Regions from separate parts of the Macaca mulatta genome. Here region 2 is linked to region 1. A link is a contact called in public Hi-C data. All regions are on one chromosome and are shown on one strand. The core of a region is the stretch at or near the end of the contact, and the rest is flanking DNA. Distances in the headings are between cores, read along the strand shown. Region 1 overlaps SIK3 (SIK family kinase 3). Region 2 overlaps SIK3 (SIK family kinase 3).

Region 1 (2,922 bases), core at 246-2,745:
AGAGGTTACATTTTTACTTTACCGAAAAAATCATCAGATAATTTACTGTTCACTTTTGTCATGAAAGGCTTATAATGCTGTGCCCCCACCGCCCTGCAGGCAAGTGGAGGAGCTTACTCTTCTCAGCCATTCTGGCCAGGAAGGAATGCCTGCTGTTTCTTTTAATGGTCTCCATCTCAACTGTGTTGCACAAGACTCTACTGTAGGTGCTGTGCGAATGCAGAGATGAAAGGATAAAGAACCTGTCCTCAGGGAGCTTCTACTCTACCGGGGGATGTAAAACAAGCACATAAACAGCTTTGCTATGAAGTGCTAGGTACTGAGTGCTACAAGAAGTATCATTAAGAAGAGCAGAGCTAATGTGATCTTCTTAGCATTTCTTAAGGGTAGATGAACAGGGATTGTTGGTGTTATTTAGTTACTTTTTGAGCCAGGGTCTTGCTCTGTCACCTAGGCTAGAGTGCAGTGGTACAACCACGGTTCACTGCAGCCTCGACTTCCTGGGCTCAAGCAATCCTCCCACCTCAACTTCCTGAGCAGCTGGGACTACAGGTGTGTGCTACTACACCCAGCTAATTTTTTCTTTCCCTTTGGTAGAGATGGGGTCTTGCTGTGTTGCTGGGGCTGATCTTGAACTCCTGGGCTCAAACAGTCCTCCCTCCTCGGCCTCCCAAAATGCTGGGATTACAGGCACGAGCCACCACACCCAGCCATGTTGGTATTAGTAAAGGAAAATTAGATGCCATCGTATTAGTGTCCATGGTTACCTATTTCCTTGATGGCAATTTGCCACCAGCCAGTATGAGGCCAGGCACTGTGAGAGCACTGAGCAGGCAGCATGCCAAAGGTTTGGAGAAGTGTCAGATTTCACATGCCCCATGCTGTCTGTAATCTCCCTGCCTGCCACCCTAGGAGGAAAAACAAGGTTTGTCTTCTATAGTGGTACATACACTTGATTTTTTTGACTTTGCAAATAAATACAGCAGCATAATGAGATTACCAACTGGAACTCACAAAGAAAACCACATCCTCTTCTCTGAGCTCAGTCAGCCTCAGCATTATTACTCAGTAAAATGCTGACAGAGTCAGAGGAGTTACCCCAGAGCCTTTAAGGGGAGTATGCAGGCACGTCATTGCTCCCATTTTCTCTCAAAACCCAGTAAGTGAGTAAGGACGAGTCAACATTGACAGATTCAATAGAGAATTGTGCAAGTTGCCCCAAAGTTCCCCGGGCAGGTGAGTGGTGTGCATTGTGTCCGTTTGTGCATTTTCCCCCCTGTGTGATCGGACAATCATCCTACCTCTGCACTCTCTTAGCTTTAGTTTGATAAATTCGAGCATGTAATTCTGGGGAACCGTCTTTCCTCCATGATTTCTATGTCCTTTGGTAGCTGCTGAATTGGCATAAAGGGTTGTCAAAGATTTGATCCTCAATCTCATGTTCCTTGGGCAGTGAGTTAGTCTGTTTATACCCCCCAAAATGGTCAATAGGGTCTCATTCATGGAGTGTCACAAAGGACTTCTAAACTCAGGGTCCGCATTCTTAACCAAAAATCAGACTTGACTTACTTGGTCTTTTACAGTTGATTAAAGACTCTTTTACATGTGTTGTCTTTTTGAGCCCCCAAACAACCCTCATTTTTCAGATCAGGAACCTTGAGGAGAAGCTGAAAGATTTGCCAACACTTGTGTACTTTCCTGGTGAGGGAGCTGGGTCCTGACTTCAAGTTTTCTGATCCCCTGGTCATATATTTTTTCCTTTATACCTCTTTGCCCACTCTGCGCCCTCCAAGCACAGCTGCCAAGTGAAAGATGCTAGCTTCCATGTCTTTGACCTACTGATGATACTGAAACTTGAGCATTCAGAACCCTGGTGTATCCCCTGACTCCTATTAATGCTCTTTTTCATCTGGTTTTTAACTCACATTTGTCTGTCCTGAATCAGAGGCTTCTCTTGGAAATTAAAGTTTCCCCGAGTCATTTGTTCATTTACATATGGGTAAATTGTCCCTCATAATTCTGCAAGCAGGGCTCTGTAATTAAATCTATTTCCTTGTTTGTTTTTGTCAGCTGACTCAGTACGCCCTTATGCACTCAGAAATAACATTTCTAAGCTGAATAAAAATCATGCCAGACTTTATTGAGCTTTTACAATGCAGTAACCTCTATGAAGCACTCCACACCCATTGAGTCAGTCCTGTTGTACAGATAACGAAGACCCAGCAGAGCAGGATAATTCACCCAAGCTCCCGCTCCTCAGGAAGCCGGGAAGCCAGGATTTACGGCCAAGTCTTCCTGACCCCAGAGCTTGCGCTTATGACCCTTGTGCTCAACTCCAGCTTGGCTGAGGAATGAGCTCTGGGAAGACCCCCCACGTGGTTTGTCAGGCAGTCGCTTGTTCTGTCTTGGTGCCTACAGGCATCAGACCTGAAGGTGGGGAAGACAGCAGACAAGGCAGAGCGCAAAGGTGAGTGGTGGGTGTTTTGGTTTGCAGAGGCCCCGTTCTCAGGAATGAAAACAAGTTCTGAGAGAGGGAGGGAAAAGACCCTTAAAAGACACGGCAGACAAACCAAAACACTGAGGCCTCCAGAAGAGGCAGGAAGGCTCCAACCAGGACTGTATACATTGTGTTAGCTTTGCTGTTTCCTCATGGTTAGTAATGATCTTTTAAAAATCTTTAAACTGGAGAGCACTCATGTTTGTCCTTGCAGAGAGCAAAGAGATGCAACTGATGAGATTTGCATCCAACTATATAATCAGGCTTAAAGGAAAAAAGCACCCCAAGGAATTGAGTAGATGATGTTAGCTATCAAAGAAGACAATATAGGTTTTTGAAAAAGTAAGAAGCGGCTGCTTGCATTGCTTCTTGGCAAAGCAGACAGAATCATCATTTCCTCACTCCTGCATAACCATGTTGCACCA
Region 2 (2,700 bases), core at 13-2,512, 260 kb before region 1:
GGTGTATGCCTATAGTCCCAGCTACTCAGGAGGCTGAGGTGGGAAGATAGCTTGAGTTCAGGAGTTGGAGGCTTCAGGGAGCTATGACTGCGCTAATGCACTCTAGCCTGGGCAACAGGGCAAGACTCCATCTCAAAAAAAAAAAAAAAAAAAAAAGGCAGGGGCGGTGGCTCATGCCTGTAATCCTAGCACTTTGGGAGGCCAAGGTGGGTGGATCATTTGGGGTCAGGAGTTTGAGACCAGCCTGGCTAACATAGTGAAAACCACACCTGTCTTTACTAAAAATACAAAAATTAGCTGGGTGTGGTGGCGCACGCCTATGATCCCAGCTACTCAGGAGGCTGAGGCAGGAGAATCACTTGAACTCCGGAGGTGGAGGTGGAAGTGAGCTGAGATCACGTCACTGCACTCCAGCCTGGGTGACAGAGCCAGATTCTGTCTCAAAACACACACACACACACACACACACACACACACACACACAGAGCGCATGGACTGTTACTTAAGCCTAAAACACAATTGTAAGCCTACCCCACTGTACTTTCTTTCTTTTCTTTTTTTTTTTTGTGAGGCGGAGTCTTACTCTGTCGCCCAGGCTGGAGTGCAGTGGCGCCATCTCGGCTCACTGCAGCCTCCGCCTTCCGGGGGTCAAGCTATTCTTCTACCTCAGCCTCCTGAGTAGCTGGGATTACAGGCGCCCGCCACCACACCCGGCTAATTTTTATATTTTTAGTACAGATGGGGTTTCACCATATTCGTCAGGCTGATCTCGAACTCCTGACCTCGTGATCCACCCGCCTCGGTTTCCCAAAGTGCTGGGTTTACAGGCGTGAGCCATTGTGCCCGGCCCCCACTGTACTTTGTTTTCGGCCATAAAGAAATCTAGCTTCCTGGAGCCAGCTTTCTGGCTCCTATACGGGTTGGTGGTTTTCAATGGCCTACAGTTTAAGTAGAAAGGACTAGAAAGCCTTAGCAGAAAAGGGTGCATTCGTTATGCATTATGTAGTTTAGGACTTCAACCAGAAGGTGTCTCTGCAGCCAAGGGATCGGAATCTGTCCTCAAGAAACAGAAGATTGGATTTTCTAGTTTGAGAAAAATTGTGGCAGGAATGAAGCAAACAAAGGTAGGTCAGCTACCTACAGAAACCAATCCCAATAGTATAAATTGTTCTTAGCCAATAGCTGAAAAGGCTGGTAGAAAACTTAAGCAAAACCCACTTTTTTTTTTTTTTTTTTTTTTTTGCGACAGAGTTTCACTTTGTGGCCCAGGCTGGAGTGCAGTAGTGGATGGCTCACAGCAGCTTTGACCTCCAGGACTCAAGTAATTCTCTCACGTCAGCCACCCAAGTAGCTGGGCCACAGGCATGCACCACCATGCCTGGCTAATTTTTTTTTTTTTTCTTTTTTTTTGAGACGGAGTCTCATTCTGTCGCCCAGGCTGGAGTGCAGTGGCGCAATCTCAGCTCACTGCAACTTCCACCTCCTGGGTTCAAGCGATTCTCCTGCCTCAGCCTCCCAAGTACCTGGGATTACAGGTGTGTGGCACTATGCCCAGCTAATTTTTTGTATTTTTAATAGGGATGGGGTTTCACCGTGTTAGCCAGGATGGTCTTGATCTTCTGACCTCACGATCTGCCTGCCGCGGGCTCCCAAAGTGCTGGGATTACAGGCATGAGCCACCTTGCCCAGCCTCCTGGCTAATTTTTTTTTTTTTTTTTTTGAGACGGAGTCTCGCTCTGTCACCCAGGCTGGAGTGCAGTGGCGTGATCTCTGCTCACTGCAAGCTCTGCCTCCCAGGTTCACGCCATTCTCTTGCCTCAGCCTCCCAAGTAGCTGGGACTACAGGTGCCCGCCACCAGGCCCAGCTAATTTTTTGTATTTTTAGTAGAGATGGGGTTTCACCGTGTTAGCCAGAATGGTCTCGATCTCCTGACCTCGTGATCCACCCGCCTCGGCCTCCCAAAGTGCTGGGATTACAGGTGTGAGCCACCGTGCCTGGCCCCTCCTGGCTAATTTTTAAATTTTTTTGTAGAGATGGGGTTTCGCTATGCTGCCTAGGCTGGTCTTGAACTCCTGGACTCATGCTGTCCTCTCACCTTGGTCTCACGGAGTGTTGGGATTACAGGAGTGAGCCACTGTGCCTGGCTCAAAACTAACCCTTAATGCAAGGAAGCTGCTTTAAAAGCAGAGCATCTGTCCTGCCACCTAAAACACACAAGGCTGTGTGATGATGAGCTTTGAAAACTGAGAGGCAGCTCCCAAGGCAGGTGCTGCAGAAGAGATGGCTCTTCGGTGAGAAGAGATGTGAAGATGAAGGGAAAAGAAGAAAAATGCAGGCCGGGCGCGGTGGCTCAAGCCTGTAATCCCAGCACTTTGGGAGGCCGAGACGGGCGGATCACGAGGTCGGGAGATCGAGACCATCCTGTCTAACACGGTGAAACCCCGTCTCTACTAAAAATACAAAAAAGTAGCCGGGCGTAGTGGCGGGCACCTATAGTCCCAGCTACTCGGGAGGCTGAGGCAGGAGAATGGCGAGAACCCGGGAGGCAGAGCTTGCAGTGAGCCGAGATCGCGCCACCGCACTGCAGCCTGGGTGACTGAGCAAGACTCCGTCTCAAAAAAAAAAAAAAAAAAAAAAGAAGAAAAATGCAGTTTTGTAAGTGTAGAGCTAGGGAAATAAGGAAAACTTTCACCCTAGGT

Evidence for each region. A called contact is a pair of places that touch in the nucleus more often than the background predicts.
Region 2: a Hi-C map of CD4 T cells shows a contact between it and region 1, with 2.6 times the contacts expected there. The contact joins two enhancer-like sites. A contact is called at or near these places in 2 of 14 Hi-C or Micro-C datasets (CD4 T cells and liver).

Annotation. Positions count from the first base shown.
Region 1 is chr14:117,525,809-117,528,730 of T2T-MMU8v2.0, reverse strand. All of the region lies in intron 21 of SIK3 (SIK family kinase 3), which reads left to right. Among named protein-coding and RNA genes, the nearest start is that of APOA1, 15 kb to the right of the region's middle. Within about 2 kb of position 1,495, at least 20 of the 40 cell types and tissues checked have an H3K27ac peak or open chromatin away from gene starts, as enhancers often do. A contact at or near this core is called in CD4 T cells, where this site is marked.
Region 2 is chr14:117,781,238-117,783,937 of T2T-MMU8v2.0, reverse strand. All of the region lies in intron 2 of SIK3 (SIK family kinase 3), which reads left to right. Among named protein-coding and RNA genes, the nearest start is that of PAFAH1B2, 36 kb to the left of the region's middle. Within about 2 kb of position 1,262, at least 2 of the 40 cell types and tissues checked have an H3K27ac peak or open chromatin away from gene starts, as enhancers often do. A contact at or near this core is called in CD4 T cells, where this site is marked.